Linked DNA regions of Mus musculus: regions 2 and 3 are each linked to region 1. Evidence: chromatin contacts called from public promoter capture Hi-C data. All regions are on one chromosome and are shown on one strand. The core of a region is the stretch at or near the end of the contact, and the rest is flanking DNA. Distances in the headings are between cores, read along the strand shown.

Evidence for each region. Capture Hi-C pulls out chosen DNA fragments and counts their contacts.
Region 2: a contact with region 1 is called in a promoter capture Hi-C map of adipose tissue, with 3 times the contacts expected there. A contact is called at or near these places in 2 of 39 promoter capture datasets (cranial neural crest and hippocampal neurons), 1 of 484 Hi-C or Micro-C datasets (CD4 T cells), 2 of 130 datasets of targeted methods (astrocytes and large pre-B cells) and 2 of 9 other capture datasets (adipose tissue and liver).
Region 3: a contact with region 1 is called in a promoter capture Hi-C map of liver, with 2.3 times the contacts expected there. A contact is called at or near these places in 1 of 39 promoter capture datasets (hippocampal neurons) and 2 of 9 other capture datasets (adipose tissue and liver).

What each region holds. Positions count from the first base shown.
Region 1 is chr19:10,202,521-10,206,147 of GRCm38.p6, reverse strand. Fen1 (flap structure specific endonuclease 1) reads left to right here and starts at 1,755. Exons shown (of 3, transcript NM_007999.6): 1 at 1,755-2,053; 2 at 2,129-2,460. It overlaps Tmem258 (transmembrane protein 258), which reads right to left and starts at 1,946. Exons shown (of 4, transcript NM_026919.1): 1 at 1,884-1,946. The coding sequence starts at 1,886.
Region 2 is chr19:7,481,321-7,484,947 of GRCm38.p6, reverse strand. It overlaps Rtn3 (reticulon 3), which reads left to right and starts at 1,657. Exons shown (of 9, transcript NM_001003934.2): 1 at 1,657-2,009. The coding sequence starts at 1,865.
Region 3 is chr19:7,555,573-7,559,199 of GRCm38.p6, reverse strand. Plaat3 (phospholipase A and acyltransferase 3) reads right to left here and starts at 1,741. Exons shown (of 5, transcript NM_139269.2): 1 at 1,636-1,741; 2 at 1,205-1,268. The coding sequence starts at 1,219.

The sequences.
Region 1 (3,627 bases), core at 506-3,005:
GAAAGTAGGTGCATTGCATTTACCTGCCATTTTGCAGGTCACTCCTCATCTCCTTTCTTAGACGTTAGAGGACAACTTTCTGAGAGACGCCTTCTGCCATGCTTGAGGCAAGGTCTCTCTTGGGCTTTGGTCACTGTAACACGCATTCCAGGGTAAGCAGCCCTAAGGCTTCTGGACATTTCTCTTGTGTCCATTTTCCATCTTGCGGTGTGTGAGTTCTGGGGTTACCACATCTGGCTTTTGTTTGTTTGGTTTTGAGACGGGGTTTCTCTGGGTAGCTTTGACTGTCCTAGAACTCACTCTATAGACCAGGTTAGCCCCAAACTCACAGAGATCTGACGGCCTCTGCCTTCTGAATGCTGGGATTAAAGTCATGCACCACCATCGCCTGGCCACACCTGGATTTTAAAAAGTAATGTGGGTTCTAGGATCCAACTCAGGCTATCAGGCTTGCACACCAAACCCTTTGCCCATGAGCCATCTCCTAGCTCTACATCACATCTTAAAAGTAGGGACGTGGCAGGCTTTGTGGTAGAACATTTGCCTAGCATGCATGAAGTCTTAAGTGTGATCCCCAACACTGGGAAATAAAACAAACAACAATAACAACAAAGAATGGCAGCAGCCACTTTCAGTGAGATAAGAGCAGCTAAGAGTCAGAGGATAATGGCTCTTAGGGGTTTCTAGCTAATGATCACTATGTAAGTCATGGATCTGTCTGGGGGAAGACACCTAAAGAAAAACGCTTGCCCACAATTCCCACTGCTTTTGGATCTGTGTCCAGACTCTAAGCCGTTAATTTGTACAGGAAGCCGGAGCCTACACTAGTACAGACAGCTCAAATTCTAATGTAGGAGTACTGCTTTTCATTGCCTTAGGGGGGAGCCACGGGGATCTCCTGGCAGAAGACAATTGGGATAATTCTGGCCCTACTGAATCCTCAGTCTGAGTTAAGTAGTTATAACACTGTTTGTGTCACAGGGCTGATGCATGATTGGAGAAAGATGAATGTTGACACATCTAGTTTACTGCCCGGCACAGAGTAACTGCTCAATAGGTATTTGTTTCCTTCCTAAAGTTGCAGAGAAGACGATGAGATAATCCCTGTGAAAGGGCTATAAACGTAAAGTTCTGTACAAATGTTAACTTCCATTGTCACTTTCTTGCCAATGTTTCTAAAGTCCAGAACATAACAACTCCAGAGAAGTAGACTGAGCCCATTGTTCTAGGAGACACAGGAATTCAATTCAGTAAACAATTATGTCCCCCTTCCCCCCTAAAAGAGCCAAGGACAATCGCTGCCATTTATGGAACCTCCAAATGCAGGCCCAGTGTTGGGCAACAGGAATACAAAGACGAATAGACATCATCCCAGAACTAGATGCACGTCAGATGGTGGTCACTAGGAGGCGTGGCAGATTAAAAAAAAGAAGTCCAGGAAACGTGGCAAGAGGTGTGTACAGACTGAGAGCTCCCAGAAGACAAGACAAGTACCTATGAGAGTTACAAGTGTTTTACCAGGAAATGGTATTTATACAAGGGCCTTGCGGGATAAGTAAGATTTCAGCAAGGGAATCCTTCCAGATAGAGATAACTGATCATAAGAAAGAAAAATAAAAACGCGAAGGTTTTCAAAGTGCACCCTGTGACCTTCAGAATTATAGTCAACAACATCATAAGCACATTGTGATGGAAACCTCAGCCTGAGGAATACACGGTAAGGGGCTTGCTTTCCCGTCCCTAACTCAAACTAGAGTTTCAGCGGCGTCCCACCCACCGGGCACTCCATACTGAGGCCTCCGCGGAAGAACGCGGTGAGGACCGGGCACACAAGAGCCCTAGGTCCTGGCCACAGCACTGTCCGTTAACTCCCATCATCTCACCATTTTGCCCCGCACAGGATAAACCACCGATCCGCCACCGGAAGAACACGTCGGCAGGAGCAAGCGCACTGAGCAACAGGAAAAGGATGTGGTCCCTTGCGCGTGGCATTGTGGGACTTGTAGTCCCATGTTCTCAGGAGTAACGGGAACTAGGACTATGCGGACCTGCTGTGAGTAGCATGGAGTCGGACTGTGGGAAAGGGTGGTGTGAAGTTTAGGTTTTAATTCATTTTTTCCCCAGAAAGAACGCCCACTATGAAAGCTGCTATCGGACCTGGTGGGGCATACACTACATTTCCCAGGAGGCTGTTCGCGCCTGGCAGATCACGTGACGAGAGCGCGGGCTTTGGAAGGCGGCGAAGCTGGGAACGATACTGAAAGAACGGGCTCGGGACTGTCCAGAGAACGCTGTGGACTCCAAACCACTGCTAGCTGCTTAAGGCTCGTGCACTCGAGACGGGGTGAGGTCTCGCGGAAGCGTCTCTGAAAGCGGCAGAGCCGCGGGAACAGCACCGGGCAGCCCGGGCTTGGGCCATTCGCTCTGCTCCGAACATTCCTCTTCGCCGGTAGGAAGAAGGTAGTACCCTCCTTCCAGTGAGGACTCAGAGACCAGAGCGTGTTCATCCTAGGGCCCTTGTGAGGAGTATGGAGCGGGGAAGTTCTGTGCCTTTAATAAGGAAATGGGTTCATGTTCTGCTGACATCCAGAGACAGTGCTTTCTTGTATTTCTGACTGAGGCAGGTGTTGGAAAAGCCCCAAGGACATTTCTGGTGAAGGGAAGTCTGGAAGACTCCGTAGAACAGTGGGGCCCAGTTAATACGGTGATTAATCAGTAGGCCTCTGGGGAGTGGGGAGCAGGGGAACTAGGTGTGTTTTTATCCTGCCTGCAGCCATTTCATTTAAGGCTTTGCTATCTGGAAGGTCCTGTGGAGGCGGGACTGAGACTATCAGGACAGAACAGGTTTCCCTCTGTGTGACATGATGGGTGGTAATAGCCTGTATTCATTCTAGCAACGTAGTAAGTGAGGTGTGAACCATATGGTTGACTAGGGAACATGGCACGGCATCTGGTGATGTGTGTATTCCATCTGGGTTTTTGGTTGACCGGTTCTGCAAGGCAGAAATGGTTATTCATTCTTATTTAACAACTCAGAAGTGACTTGTGTTACACAATCTTGAAGATGTAGAGCACTTGCTAGCAGGAGTGAGGGCTCTAGCTCAGTCCCCATTGTTATACCCACACACAGAATACCAGATTCAAGGATGAGTTTTTTATTTGATTTCTGGTCTGAGGATTCAACATGGGACTCCATGCATGCTAGGCAAGCCACTGTACCAGGGAGAGCTACAGTCTTTAGCCTTAAGACTGAGTTTTTGCTGCTTGTATTCTTAGAGGAACCACAGTAATACGAACCAGGAAGAAGTAAGGAAGGAGGGCAGGAAGAAGACCAAAGAGAGAAGCAGGCCTCTTCACTAGGCTTCTGTGCTATACAAGTAACGTGTGCTGAGGTGTTTGTAGTCAGGAAGGAAGGGGACTATACAGGGCCACTTGGGCTTCAGAAAAGACACAGTGAAGTAAGACTGGGAACAAATTAGAACAATTGACAGGACTTTCTTTTTTTTTTTTTTTTTTTTTTTTTAAGATTTATTTATTTATTATATGTAAGTACATTGTAGCTGTCTTCAGACACTCCAGAAGAGGGAATCAGATCTCGTTACAGATGGTTGTGAGCCACCATGTGGT
Region 2 (3,627 bases), core at 408-2,907, 2.7 Mb after region 1:
AGAAGAGTACATCAGATCCCAGTACAGATGGTTGTGAGCCACCATGTGGTTGCTGGGATTTGAACTCAGGACCTCTGGAAGAGCAGTCAGTGCTCTTAACCACTGAGCCATCTCACCAGCCCTGGAGTCATTTTTTTTTTTTTTTTTCCAGAGACAGGGTTTCTCTGTTGTAGCCCTGGCTGTCCTGGAACTCACTCTGTAGACCAGGATGGTCTTGAACTCAGAAATCCACCTGCCTCTACCTCCCAAGTGCTGGGATTAAAGGTGTGTGCCACCACTGCCTGGCTGGAGTCATTTTCTTAATCAAGGTTCCCTCTTTTCAGATTTCAAGGTAACATAGAACTATCCAGCATGCCTGACTTTAACATAGACTTTAAGAAAAAAATACTTAAGCATTCACCAAAATAAGTAATTGGATTCCTGATTACTGGCATACAGTTCCCTTTGCCATCGTTCTCTGGCACTCAACAGCATCGGGGGACAGTTTGCTGCACTATCAATTGATGCCTGCCGTTGAGTGACAGAGTAAGATATTTTCCAGAGTCATTTTGGGAAATATCCTGGATCGTTTTCAGAACACTGCAACAACCAAGATGCTATCTGAGCTTTATTTGACCTTAAAAAACTGTCTAGGACAGATGCGGTCCACAGCTTGTTCCCCATCTGCAGCAGCCTGCTTGCCTAGCGCTCCCTCTGTGAGTTAGCATCTTTACAGAATTTGCTGAATCTGCAATTGCACTTTGGGTCATAGATTGCTACTTAGCAACATCAAATCCCACAGCTTTATCATCATTATGTACTTAAAATTTAAAAAGAACAAAATTTGACATAAATTGATGTCCAGTTTCAAATGTCATTTTTTGGGGGACTCATCTTAGGACATGAATAAAATTCAGTATTATGAGTATCTGTGCCTCATTTTTAATACCTCATTTCATGTCCACTCCATTCCCCCAGTCCCAACCAAGACGTTTTCTCCTGGTTTTCCTTTCCTCGGCAGCTTCTTTTTTATTTTCCAAAGTATGTTTTTTGTAGCTCAGAACATAGCTCAGAGAAAAGACAACCTGAAGCCTCTTTGGGAAGAAAAACAAGATAAAAATATGAAGCCGATTCTGTGCCTGCATTGCAATGTGATTGGAATGAGTAATAGTTTCTCATTCTGTTTAGCATCTTTCTCCACCTATCAAACATGGGACTGTACCATGCCTGCCTCGGTGGGGCGATATTACGACACGACCAGATAATTCAAAAAGAACATTACAGAGGGGGGGTCTTTAAATATTGTACTCTTTGGAGTCACAGGCTGGTACGTATCAGGCAAAGACATCAATTAGGATTTATAATAAAAAATTTGTAGCTTATGAAGGCATAAAGAAACATAATCTGCCAGCTAGAAAACATTCACATAAACAAGTGGAAGGTGGGGAGACTGGGCACGGTTAATCTGTAGCAGGGGCTGCAGTGGCGGGCCGGTTCTAGAGTTTAGCCACGCCCCTTACGTCAGGCTTTCCCCCATTCCCCCACCCCCTACCCCTCACCCCCGAGAGGCCTGCCCCACCCGCGGGCCCAGTCACTGCGTCCTTTCCTGCGGGAGCGCAGAGGGACAGTTCTTGCGCCTGCGCATTGCGTCGCTGCGCGCCTCCGAGGCCGCCGCCCGCGCGTCCAGGCTCTTTGTGCGCATGCGCGCTCGCACTCCTTCTCTCCCTGCGGAGCTCGGCTGAGTCAGTCAGTCTGTCGGAGTCAGTCTTCCGAACAGGCGTCGCCGGGAACTTCGGAGAGCCAGCTGCTGGATTATTCTGTGTCCCCTCCCACTCTCCCGCCCTACGTCTCTCTTCACCCTTCTCCCGCCCTTGCTCGTACAGCCATGGCGGAGTCGTCAGCGGCCACTCAGTCCCCGTCAGTCTCCTCGTCGTCCTCCGGGGCCGAGCCGTCAGCTCTCGGCGGCGGCGGCGGGAGCCCTGGAGCCTGCCCCGCCCTGGGGGCGAAGAGCTGCGGCTCCTCGTGTGCGGGTGAGGCGCGCGTGGGGCTTGGTCCCTGGGGAGCGCGAGCTACTGGGTCTCCGGGAAGGGGCGAGCGACCTGTCTGGGCCGTGGGCGGCTTTAGTCTCTTGGCGGGCATTTGAGGAACAGGCTAAGGGGGAGGGGAGCGAAGGACCGAGGTGAGGAAATAACGGGGTGTGAAGAAAACAGGTTGGGGGCGGGGTGGTGAACTAGAGTGGGCGTTGACGCTGACCCCCTGCAAGGGAGGGCACCGCAGTGGGGTGAAAACGGAGAAAGGCTATGTGCACCCAATGGATCGAGTGCTGGAGGCCCGAGAGCCCTAGGGTGGGTCGGGGGGTGGGGGTGACTTAGAGCAGGATTAGCGAGCCTCAGGGGATTGTGACAGGTGGGACGTAGGAGAAATGAAGTCGCTAGGATTTTGAGAGGGGTAGTGGTGGAAAAGGTGGCGTTGCAGGTTTGCAGACCGGTTGACACAATCTTAAATGGATGATATAGCCTTCCAAAAAAAAATTTTTTTTTTTTTTTGTTCGCCAGAAGGATCAGGAAGTTCTGTTACTGTTTTTGGCTAAACTGAATGCCAGATTTTTTTTTTTTTTTTTTTTTTTTTCTGAGACTCTGAGGTAGATGAGGCGTGATGAGAATAGCATGGGAAGATTTGGGAGGGAGCTGCTGATAGTCCAAGATGGATCCTTGGCTGCATCTGCAACACAGCCGGCTCTTCACCGGTGGTGCATCGTGGGGGTGGGGACACGCAGTCAGTTGCTATATTCTAGAAGATAATAAATACAGTCTTGCCAAGCCATCACCATGTTTTGATTTCTTGTTTTCGATGGCCTATTCTCAATAGCAGCATAACAAAAGGGAACGATTGCTGCAGGGGAAAGAATTCAGACAAAGCCTGGGCTGCTTGAACCCCCTTCTCTCTTGTGTGTGAAAAGACTAGGAGGGACGCTGGCGGCCTCCTTTAGTTTCTTTTGTATACAAGTCTGCCTGCTGGTGGGAGCTGACTGGCAAGCTCGACTCAGATCAGAGAGATCTGCAGTGCAGATGCCTTCTTGAGGAAAAATATGCACCACTGGCAGGTGGTGGTTCTTAAGAGAACTGAGTCTTTGGCGAAAAATTCGGTTTGTCAAAGGAAGGATTTTAAGAGGTTTAGAAAATGCTTTGTTGACTCCAGCGCAGTCTTGAATTATGACACAATATTCCTGATCTTAGCATTAAATATATTCTCTCATGTTTCCTAATACTGGCCTTCCACCTGTCTGAGAGCTTTGGTGCCCTGCAGAATTCTCCATGGGAATGGCCATTTGGATAAATGGTATGGGAGGAAGTTTTCTGGAGATAAAGGGAATGAGGCAGCATATTTTGAACCCTGGTTCTGTTTAAACCACCAGCATTTCTCTTTCAAATTTTTGCATTTTGGGCTATTTTCCAGATAAACGGTGGCTTTTCTATAACTTAGTGACTTGCCTTTAATCACTGCTTACTGTTTGGTTGGCCTAGTCCTAATTTCCAAATTTCTGATAAAAGTCTAGGTTTCAGAAGTTGGCCTTTTGTGCTGAAGATCAAATGTTAAGTATTGAGGAATCAGTCTAGCTAGCACTCAGAGAATTAAATTTTTAGCTAT
Region 3 (3,627 bases), core at 492-2,991, 2.6 Mb after region 1:
AACTAATTCCCGCAGACAGCTCCCTGACCTCTACATGTTTGCCACGGCATATGCATGCCCCCCAAAACACATACACAAACACACACATACATATACACAAACATGCTTTTTAAATTGTCTACTACAACAAAATTATATCAACACACGGTTACACAGTCAAAACACACAACTGAGACAAACATGTATTTTTATGAGTCAGCTCCTCACGGCTCAGCAGAGTTCAAGCTTTATATGGAAAATATAAAATATAGTGCTAACTTCTGTGCTCTTGGGTTTTCCCGGGTTCAAACAGAAAGCAAAACAGCCTGGCCTCACAGTACCAGAAACAGAAAGTGCAGCCTGGAGTGACTCTGCTGCTATGAGAACTGTTAGGTTTTAAGTGTTGTTTTCACTTGGGAACCGAATAAACTTGAACTTGATTATAATCCCACACCAGTACTCAGCTGGAGCACAATCCCAAGAGGGTTGTCTGCAAAAACCTGAACCAAATCAACAGTCTTGTTAAAATGAAGAAGACATTTGCCCTGTTCCAATCTCAAGACATCATGGGTTAACAAAGATGCCGGGGGCTGGGATGTGGCTCAGTCGGTAGAGTGCTTGCCTACCATGCAGGAGGGCTTCACAAAACTGGGTATGGGGCCTCACACCTATAATTCCAGCACTCAAGAGGTGGGGGCAGAGAAACCAGAAGGAAGAAACTGTCCTCGCTAAATAGGAAGTTTGAGGCCAGTCTGGGCTACCTGAAGCCTTGTCTCAAAAACAAAAGCAAAACAAAAATCAGAAAGAAAAGAGAAGGGGGGATGGAGGGAAGAAATGAAGGAAAAGCCAGAGCTGAGTGTTTGCTGGCAGCAGGGATGGCCATGGGTCAGCTGACAAGACAAAAATAAGCAGAATCAACTTCAGACATTCGACCCAGGAACCTGCCCAGGGTCCGGGTTTGGTAAGAAGACCCAGCCCCCAACTTCCCCCCCTCTACTGCTTTCTATTGAGCATGTTTCAAGCAGGGTGGCAGCCAACTGCTGAGGCTCAACAGGTGGCAGCTGACCCACAGCTCATACCTGATCCCCCAAGGGTTCAAATGTAGCTTCCTCACTACAAAGCTCCTCTCTTCAAAACAGCGAGTCAGACCCGGAGAAAACAAGAGTCACCATTAAAACACTACACCCATCCCTGGCCCACCCTTGGCTTCTCACGCTGTACTTACTATGGGTGCTAGCATTTTCCAGGATGTGTGAGCTTCAATTTCAGCTTAGCAGCAGCGTGGATGCCTAAGACACAGAGGGGAGCAAAGCTCATTAAGTCTCTAGCAAGTCTCCAGGAGCAGGGTAGCTTTTAGCAGAGCCCTCCAGAAACTTCCACCAAACTTCTCCAACTTTCTCGCTCTCCTCCGCTCTGACCTGAGCTTGCCCTTGAATAGACAAATCCCTCTCTGTAGGGCAGAAGCGGCTCACGGGATCCTTGGTCACCAGCAGGGTTCCTGGCCAGGCAGGCATTCGTGCGCCCCTGGCTCCTTTTCTCCGCGTACGGCGGATGGCAGACAGGTGGCAGCTCTCGCCTGGCTTGTTTACGCAGCCGAAACACTCTCCGCCTCCCAGACAGCCCTCGGGGACCCGCAGAGGCACCCGGGCTTCTCACCTTTGCTTGGGTCCCAGAAAAAAACTCTCCAACCTCCTCGCGCCCCAAGTAGGCAAGTGGAGGCCAGCGCAATGGGGACTGGTTTAATGGCCGCAGAGTCCAGGCTGAGCCAGATCACCCCGCCCCTCCTCCTGTAACTGGCTAATGAGAGCGTCGCCAAGGGCATGCCACTACTCAGTAGTCACTTAGATGCCTCCCTCCCGCTGCGTTCCCGCCTCTCTGCTCCTCTGCCCCAGATTCCCCAGCCCTTGACAGCCTATACACACTCCTCATGGAAGAACATGTTATGTCGAATTACATTTAATCTTTGTACATGAATCATACCAAAAGGCTATTTTTTAAGAGTAATACATGCCTGAAATCCTAGCATTTGACAAGCTGAAGCAGGAGGATTGCCATAAGTTTAAAGTTAGCCTGAGCTACTGTTTGAGATCTTCTCTCCAAAATAATAATAATAAATAATGATGATGATGATGATAATAATAGCCAGATGTAGTTGTTTATGCCTTTGTTTCCTGCACTCAGGAGGCAGAGGCAGGCCCATCTCTGTGAGGCTAGCTCCACATAGTGAGTTCCAAGGGTGCCAGAGCTATGCAAAGAGACCTTGCCTCAAAAATCCAAAATATAATAATAAAAATAAAAATAATGACAACAACAGTAATGTGGGGTTGAGGAGCTGGCTCAGGGGTTGAGAGCACTTGCTGCTCTTGCAAAGGGCCCCGGATGGTTCCCAGGATCCACATGGTGGCTCACAACCATGATTAACTCAGTTCCAGGGGATCCAATACCTTCTTTTGACATTGTTACTCATGAGGTACAGACCTGGTACATGTGCACACATACTGACAAAACACACATAGAGAAGACAGCTTGCACAGGGGTTTCAGCCAATAGAAAGTCTTTATTAGCCTGGCTGTCAACTACAGTGGGTGTTCAGTGTAGCACTTAGCTTTTCTCAGAGTGAGCTTTTAAACACAAAAACCATGTTCTGGGTTGGCATTCTTCAGTTAACAAGAACAGTTAGCCAAAAGCAGGCTCACAGAAGCCAAAAATAAGATTAGTACACCTGGCCTCTGTTTTAGCTTTGGCAGGTGGTGCTGTCTGCCTGAATGATACTTCCATCATGGAGTCAGTTGTGCTAAAGTCTTGGGGCCCACTAAGTCTGAAGCTCTGTTACACTCATAAAATAAATCTCAAAACATTTTTGTAATTGAAGGAGTTAAAAAAATACACTCCCTGGCATTTTGATTGAGGAACATGAAATATGTAATTTCTTTTGATTTCCTTTTCAATATTCAGAGATTACTTTATTCGTGTTTGAAATCAAATCCATGAACATAAAAGGTTAGATGTTTAAAACAGTATATTACCATTGCACAAATGAAAAAAGAAAAAGAAGCATTCTGGACAAACATGGCTACTGTTCATTTCTGTACAGTGTTCTTTTCTCTTTCTTAAAAGCAGAAGATGAGGCTCTGCATGGTGGCACATGCCTTTAAACCCAGCACTCAGGAGTTAGAGGTAGGAAGATCTCTGTGACTTCAAGGCCAGCTGGGGCTACACAGTAAGATCCTGTCTCAAAAGCAAAACAAACAAATAAATCAGGAATCGAAATTCCCAAATGATGGCTTCTCTCACTAAAACAGAAAGAAACCATCACCCAGAGGCCCTGGACTCTACTCCCAGCACCACTCCAAAAGGATAGCAATAACTCGCCTTTTCCGATTTCTCACTTAACGTAAACACTTCTGCAAAGTTTAACTATTCTTTTTCCTCCCTAGCTGCTTCTTGGGGTCCTTGTCCCCTCCTCTTCCTCACACTCCATAGTTCTTTCTGATCCTGGAGTGACTCTTGGGACCTCATGGACACTAGCAATTGAAATTGGGCCACAAATCCATAAGTCTTCATTTCCCCCTGCAAACCCCTAGGATACACACAACTTGCATCCGGGGAATGTGCATGCTTCTCCTCCTGATCGTCTATTCCAAGTCA